Regions from separate parts of the Anser cygnoides genome. Here region 2 is linked to region 1. Evidence: chromatin contacts called from public Hi-C data. All regions are on one chromosome and are shown on one strand. The core of a region is the stretch at or near the end of the contact, and the rest is flanking DNA. Distances in the headings are between cores, read along the strand shown.

The links. A called contact is a pair of places that touch in the nucleus more often than the background predicts.
Region 2: a Hi-C map of liver shows a contact between it and region 1, with 4 times the contacts expected there. The contact joins two enhancer-like sites. A contact is called at or near these places in 2 of 7 Hi-C or Micro-C datasets (both in liver).

What each region holds. Positions count from the first base shown.
Region 1 is chr18:12,642,357-12,646,121 of Taihu_goose_T2T_genome, forward strand. No RefSeq gene overlaps it. Among named protein-coding and RNA genes, the nearest start is that of RAP1GAP2, 110 kb to the left of the region's middle. Within about 2 kb of position 2,010, at least 2 of the 3 cell types and tissues checked have open chromatin away from gene starts, as enhancers often do. A contact at or near this core is called in liver, where this site is marked.
Region 2 is chr18:13,086,731-13,090,312 of Taihu_goose_T2T_genome, forward strand. PITPNM3 (PITPNM family member 3) reads left to right here. Exons shown (of 19, transcript XM_066979695.1): 6 at 1,852-2,041. Among named protein-coding and RNA genes, the nearest start is that of PIMREG, 46 kb to the right of the region's middle. Within about 2 kb of position 1,646, at least 1 of the 3 cell types and tissues checked has open chromatin away from gene starts, as enhancers often do. A contact at or near this core is called in liver, where this site is marked.

The DNA.
Region 1 (3,765 bases), core at 760-3,259:
AATAACAGATGGAAGACAGATATAATAAAATGGAAGTGCAGGCAAATTATAAAACCATTCAAACTGTTCATGCAGATAAAACAAGGAAACAAAAACATCTGAAATCACAAAGACTGGGTGTTTGTTGGGGAAAAAATGTTTGATTTTGTTGTTTGTTATTGTTTGCAGCGGAGGCATTCAAGTTCAGAAGACCTGAAGGAGAAGCGATGATATGTGCTGCAGAGGGAACTGTGGCTGTGACACCACCGTTTGTTGATCAGGATCATTTTCTGTGTGGAGGTTTAAAGATGGTGTTTTTTTCTCAACCCCCCCACTGCAAATGTTAATGTTATTCTTGTGCCAATGCAGTTACTTTATTAGAACAGTAAAATATTACCTAAATTTAAGGAATGCAAAGGGAAAAAGAGCCCACAGCACTGAAGGGGCAGCTGTGCTGGATGCTGCTGGCACACTCCGGGTGTCTGCAGGGCAGACGCTGGGCGCGGGGGTGGCACCACGGGGACGTGGGCAGCAGGGGACGTCCTGGGGAGGCTCCTGGGGGGTTCTGCAAGCGCACAGTGCTCAGGGGTGGCGTTTCAAGTATCCACAGCACGAATGCCTGCTTTTTACAGGAGGTTGTGGGGTCGTGGCTGTGGCTGCAGTGGAGCAGGGGGTCTCTGCGGTGTCAGAGGCCCAGATCATGGGATGCTTTGTATTCATAACCACTCAGAACTGAACTGGGGCACATGGAGCACCCCGTGTGGTGCAGGCACTGAGGGAGTTTCAGGCCATCACTTCCAGGAGGGGGTTATCCTCATCCTGCTCTGGTGGCATCAGACACAGAAGCCAGTGCCAGGGCTTGCCCTTGGCCGGTCCCATCGTGGCTCTGACGTGCTGACTGCTGCTGCTCCTGAGGCACAGGCTGCCCCCTGAGACAGGGCTTGCAGACCTACAGAAACGCCTGCTCTGCCCGTGCTCTGCGGTGCTGCGGGGAGCAGCGCTGCGGGTGCTGTGCTGGCCGTGCTCCGCGCCCGCTGCAGGGCCGGCGGCTGTGAGCGATGGCCCCGCGGCGGGGGCCCGGCTGCCGGAGCACCCCGTGCCCGCGCCCTGCAGCACGCCCGGCCGCTGCCCCGAGGGAGCGCAGCTGGAGCCGCAGGGCCCGGCCGTGGGGGCATCCCTGGCACCGAGCTGGTGGCCCCCGGCTCCCCGCGTGCTGGAGGCTGGGGGCACCACAGCACGTCTTGTGAGAAGATGTTGGAAGACCCACATGAGACAAAGCATGTTGGGGCATCCAAAATCATCTAGCCAGTACCCTGTCTCCAGCAGGAACTGGGCAAATACCAAGTGACCCCCTGCCTGCAAACAAGCCTCCCAGTTTCTAGTAATGAGCAGATTAGTGACTTCCTGAGCCAGAAGTTGCACTGGGACTGAAGGGCTTAATAGCCACAGATAGGTTTCTCCTCTCTGAATTAATTGAATCCCTTTTTGAACCCATTTATCCTTCTGGCTGTCATGCCTCTTACAGTTTAATTACACAGTGCCTGATGATTTAACTGGGTGCCCTGTTCCTATTGTACTGCGCATAAGAAACGGCCATTCATAGTCTCACCTTCTTCACACCATTTATCCAAAAAATCTCACTGCAGGTTTCTGCACCATCCGATGCTTATTAATGCCTTGATTTCTGAAGATGTTGGTCAGGAATCTCGTTTCTTTTTCTTAATGGTTTTATTAGTGCATAAAGCAGGGGAGAATGAGCTCAGAACGTGTTCCAAAAGATCTATCTAGAAGGTAAACCAAGACTCTCAGGTGAATTTCTGTTCTCAAGTCCTACAACTCTTACACTAATCTCACACAGTTTGGCAGCGGGGAGGGAGTTGTTCACTGAAGCACTGCATGTTTAGCGGCACGTAAACCAGAGTGGAGGTAGAGCAGGGTGGGGGCTCTGCTAAGCTCCAGCGCAGAGCACACCGTAGGGCTGGTGACTGCTCCGACTGCTTCATGTTTAAAACGCTTGGGATGTCACTTGTTACGGGAGACCTCTGTATGAAGGGGGGGATTATGAACTATTATGTATATTACAGCTCCTCTACGTTGGTGAAGTGTGTAACAGTTCCTAACAAAGTTGGGGTAGCGGGCGCTCAGGAGGGGAGTGCCCACCTGTTTGCTCCTAGGCGGGACTGACCTTAGGAGCTGCACACCCCGAGCTGCAACAGTACGCAGATTAGAGGGGTGGCATTGGCACAAGGCACAGCTTGCAGCGACAGCAGTTTGCAAACAGTGCTTTGACCGCTGTGGCGATGGCAATGAGAAACTCCTGAGGGGCAGATTCCAGTTCTGCCCAGCCCACACGAGTGGGTGCCAGATACGTAAAAGTGGTTTGATCTATGCTGTGCTGAGTGGGTGTGTGGGGAGGAGCAAATAGAACAAACTTTGGCATCTTGATTTATTTTAAGGTATCATTGGAAAAGCCTTGAGCTGTATAATTGACTTTTTCTTCTCTAAGATTGGCATTATTACTCTAAATTTCATAATTCTTCCTAATATAGAGCTCATTTCAAGATCACAGCATTGGGAATATTGCACTGAAACATTTGGATCATTGCAGCGGAGCTGGGTGTTATAGCTAGCCATTATGTTTTACTCTGCAATGAGTGCAATTAGAGATACAGCTTCAGCGTTGGATGTGGGAAAATATGAGTACTGGGAGGGTAAGAGGGAGGAGAGAAAAAGTACTGACTAGAAGCTGAGCCTGCTTGTCTAAGAAGAAAAAGACTGATGGCTAATTTATCAGTATGAAATCTGGAGTGCACCAGATGGGGCGTTCTGTCTGTCTGGGGCACTTTTAGGACAGTGCTTGCTGCAAGACAGCAGTGGGAGCTGCTGCTCAGAGCCCCTTCAGGACTCGGCAAGCAGGACTGAGGATTCATGCGGGCAGCAGCCTCGGGAGGGCAATGCCTGGCAGCAATGGCACTGCGGGGTTTTGCTTTGGCCTCCAGCTGGGGCCTTGGTCTGGAGCTCAGCAGGAGCCGTGCCCAGGTCCGGAGGCACCAGGGCAGGGTGCGGGGAGCTGCTGGCACCGCGCTGCGGGGAGCGGGGGCAGGCTGGGCGGCTGCTGAAGGTGAAGGGGGTTTGCAGACAGATTGCAGCTTGGGCTGCTCTGAGCCCATCCCTGTCAGCTGGTTGCAGTCACGGGGATGACTTGGCTTTGCCACAGCTCCAGGAAGGAAAAAGCAGGCTCCAAATCCAGGCTGCGGCCTCTGGGAAGGCAAAGGTGCTCTTCATGAGGAGCTCACTGCTGACGGGGGCTTCGAGGGAGACTGAGTTACCACATCCTTTGGTTTGGCTGCTGTAGCAGACTCCTCACATTCGTCTGTGTCCCTGTAGCCTCCCTCTTCATTACATTGGACTGCTGCCCATTATCAGTTTTTATTGGATTGCCAAAATCACGAGGAATTTGCTCACTGCCTCCAGCAGGCCCAGCAGAAATCTTCAGGGCATGCTAGCTCTGTGGCATACACCCATTTCAGACGTACCCACTGCGGGAAGGTGCAGAACTGTTCGCAGTGGCTTTGCACAGGGGTTTGATCTGTCGCGGTGGCCTGCTCCAAGGCCGTGCGGATAGGCTGGTGCCGTGAGTTCTGCTTAACGTCTTTGCAAAGGTAAACAGACGAGCACGACCGCAGGCAGAGAACCTCGAGCCAGAAGGACCAGTCCCCCCCTCCCCGTGCCCCAACATTTTGCCGGAGGGCTGCTCGTCCTCTCCCTCTGACCCCCGCCGCTCCC
Region 2 (3,582 bases), core at 396-2,895, 440 kb after region 1:
TTAATGGTGCCTAATTCTGGAGTTGGTGTCAACTCCCTGACTGAAATTCCATTTTTAATGCTTGTGGATGACGTTGCTACTGTATTTAAGAGTTTAGCTAGTTTTAACCCTGTGAGCTAAGGCAATGAGATAATGTCTATGAAATCTAGGCACAGAGGAGCTAGACACTTGCTGAAGGTAAGAAGTCTGTGGCAGAATTAGGTCTTGAAATACATTTGTTGTTACTACACCAAGGAATCACTTTCCTTTACCTCCTTGCAGACCAAACGTCGTGTTTAAACAAGAACCAGACAGGAAAGTTAATGACCGCAGTGGAGCACTATGTTGTTTTTGTCTCATATATATAGAGGTAGTATTTTATTGAGATTTTCTTCCATTTCTTAAATTCTTAAAGAACTGTGCCAAGAAATATGGTTATGCACCTAAATTACTGACAGTACTTTGCTCACAACTGCAAAATGTTATCTAGTTCCCACTGTTTGTGTTTAGCAGTACTGCAAGAAGTGGGAGAGAAAAGCCTTACCTGATTGAGGTGAAACATACTTTGCCTCTTGGTTGGCTGTGTAGTGTTTTATCCTTTCATTATTCACAAGTGGGGCAAGGTCAAGGTTTGATAGTTATCCAAACAAGTGTTTCCCCATAGGTGATTTTCCCCTCTGCTTTCTCCTTTCACCTCTGCCGTGGCCAGAGGCTGACCTAAGGAAATTATGAGGGACCTGTGTTTCATCTTTACCTGTATTTAGCCACATGCTTTCTACATTCAGGAAAAGTTTCTTCCTTGTTCCTCCTTTCTGTTGCTCCTGCTCTGCTTGAAAATTACCAAATCACTGGAGTGCTTCAGCAATAGTCAAGTATGGAAATGTTCTGTGAAGCTGAGGATATGAATACAGACTGACCTTCATACTTGAGCATTGCAAGTCATCTTTTCTTCTTCTGTTACCCTGGTGATAGCCCTGAGGATGCAGGTTTTAGCAGAGACACAGACTTTAATTCCAGTTCAGGGAGCTCAATTTTCAATATTGTGATAGCCCACAAAGTTCCTAAAGATAATGACTGCAAAATAATGTTGAAGTATATTGAATTTGCTTGCCTGTGGCTTTGGATGAACTTTGGATGAGCTGAATTGTTGAAAATGCTTCTGACTGGACAGTCAGCTTACTGGAAGAGAATCTGGCACACAGTAACGTGCCTTGCACCTTTGACTTCACTCATCAATAAAAATCAGTTGAGACATGACTGACAGGTTTAATGAAAAACTTGCAGGGTACACATCCAAACTAAAATAAAACTGGCATTCTGACAAATTTAAGCTTGCATTTTCTATCAAGTTTCCACCTTTTTGCAAAATGTTACTCTGCAAACAATTACATAACATTTCAGAACATAGGCAACTTTGTTCCAGCTGTTTGAATGGGTGGAACATTGGAAAAAAAGTTTTTATACACTTTTGAACAATGTGCCTGTCACACACGTTCTGTGAAACAATACTTCATTGTGATCATTTGACCCCATTTTTTAATGTAGTGAGTTAGTGTATGGGGGGGAAGCTGAAAGGCAATAATAATCTCTTCACTCATCTAAATTATGTCTACTTTTACATGTAAAAATAAGGCAGAAAAATTGCACCATGTGTGCTTAATTACAGGAATGCCTTCTAGCATTGTCTCAGTTTTGTAAAGCAGTAACTCCGTGATTGTTAAGCTGTTGAGTGTTGTGAGAAAATGATCCTTCCTGTACTTTCATTGTCAACTGCAATAGCAAAGCCCATTTCTGTTAATAAGTAACTGTTCATTAACTAATGCTGTGTGATGCCTTTTGCATTTTTCCTGATGATAGCATGTTCTTCTTTAGCCTAAATCCCTACAGCTATGATGAAAGCTGTCTCAGCAGCAGTGAAGACCACATCCCACTGGCTGCCTTGCCCTTGCTGGCTGTTTCGTCCCCTCAGTACCAGGATGCAGTTGCCATGGTGATCACTAGAGCAAACCAAGTTTACAATGAATTTCTCAAATCTACAGATGGGGTTGGTTTTAATGGACAGGTAGGACTATTCTTCTCTTACATCAAAGTAAAATTCCTTTAAAGTAAGACTGTTTCTTGTTAAACCACTTCTGATCTGTGTTGATGGTTTTGAGTTAATCAGTGTGGGAACAATACTGTAAATGTGATGTATATGAACATTAGCTTGGAATAGTGCCCAGCATGAGAAAGACCCTTCTGGAATCCTATGCAGTATTTTACCTGGCCTTACTCAGTTGGTAGAAGATATTATACCTTCTCCCACAACCATTTTGACACCTAATCTCTTGTTAATTATTGCTGTGAGCTCTGGTAATGTTTAGGAGCCTTAGTTGTGCAGTAAGAGTGTATTATGCTAAGCGGTGAGCAAGCCTGCCAGCTCAAGACAAGTGCTAATCTATGTTACCAAGTTCATCATCACACACTTGCTATAGCTGTTGGAAGAGCTGGGACATCAGCACATCTCTGACTAAGAGCAAAAGGAAATTTAACAGTTACTATTTCTTTTTTGCCTCCATCACAGTAGTAGTAAAGCAGTTGACAGTAAAGAAACCCAGAAGATAAATATCCAGTTGCTGACAGTGTTGCAGATTTCCTGTGTAACTCTGGGATGGTCATTTATTTTTTTCGGTCTGACCCACTCCCCAGTGAAGTCACCTGCAGACTTCTTCCAGCTGACATATGTCACAGTTATTGTTCCTACTTCTCCATCTCTAGACTAGAAAAAAGAGTACTTTCCTGCTTCACGTAGAATAAAAATGGTACTGCTACCCTGTGTAAATTACTGATATTTTTTTTTGTGATGGGGCCCTATACATAGCTGCAAACATTCACTTCCTTGAAGTACAATGACTTCCAGACTGCAGAACAAAGGAAAAAAAAAATCAGAATATAGCATAATCTTTGAAGGAAAGCATGTGTCTTATACACAAACGGATTGTTTTCCATAGCAATAATGAGATTATGCTATGGCATACCAGTATTTTTAGACTAAAATTTGGTTTGAAGCCAGTTTTACTGTCCACAGGAAGCTATTCTTGCTTGAAACATGGAAACAGCCTATCTTCAGTGATAGAGATTCAGTGATATCTTCACATTATAAAATGTGAGATTATGAAAAGAGGAATTATACAAGTTACAGAAATAATTGTGAAAAGAATTATCAGTAGAATTTTTTTTCTTTGACAAAGAAACAAAGAAATCTCCTTGTTTTTTGTTGCAAACTCTGAATTAGTATCATACGTGCAAAAGTCATGACCCCTGTATGCTCCACAGAGTTTTTACCATCAACAAATACCAGTATTGTTAGAATGGAAAAGTGACTCCGTGCTGTCTGCAGTTCTTTGCTTTGTTCCTTAGATAGAAATCTCAGTTTAACCTCTGAATAAATCATGTATTTCTAAAATAGATGCCATATAACCCAACTCCACCCTGTGTGTCTCTTTTCTCTCATATTTTGGTCTCTTTTGTCCATTTATATTGAAAGTTCGTCAGATCAAAGACTGCCCATTGGGCTTTATGCAGCATCTGGAAGACGTTATCTCCATTACCTTAATGCCAATA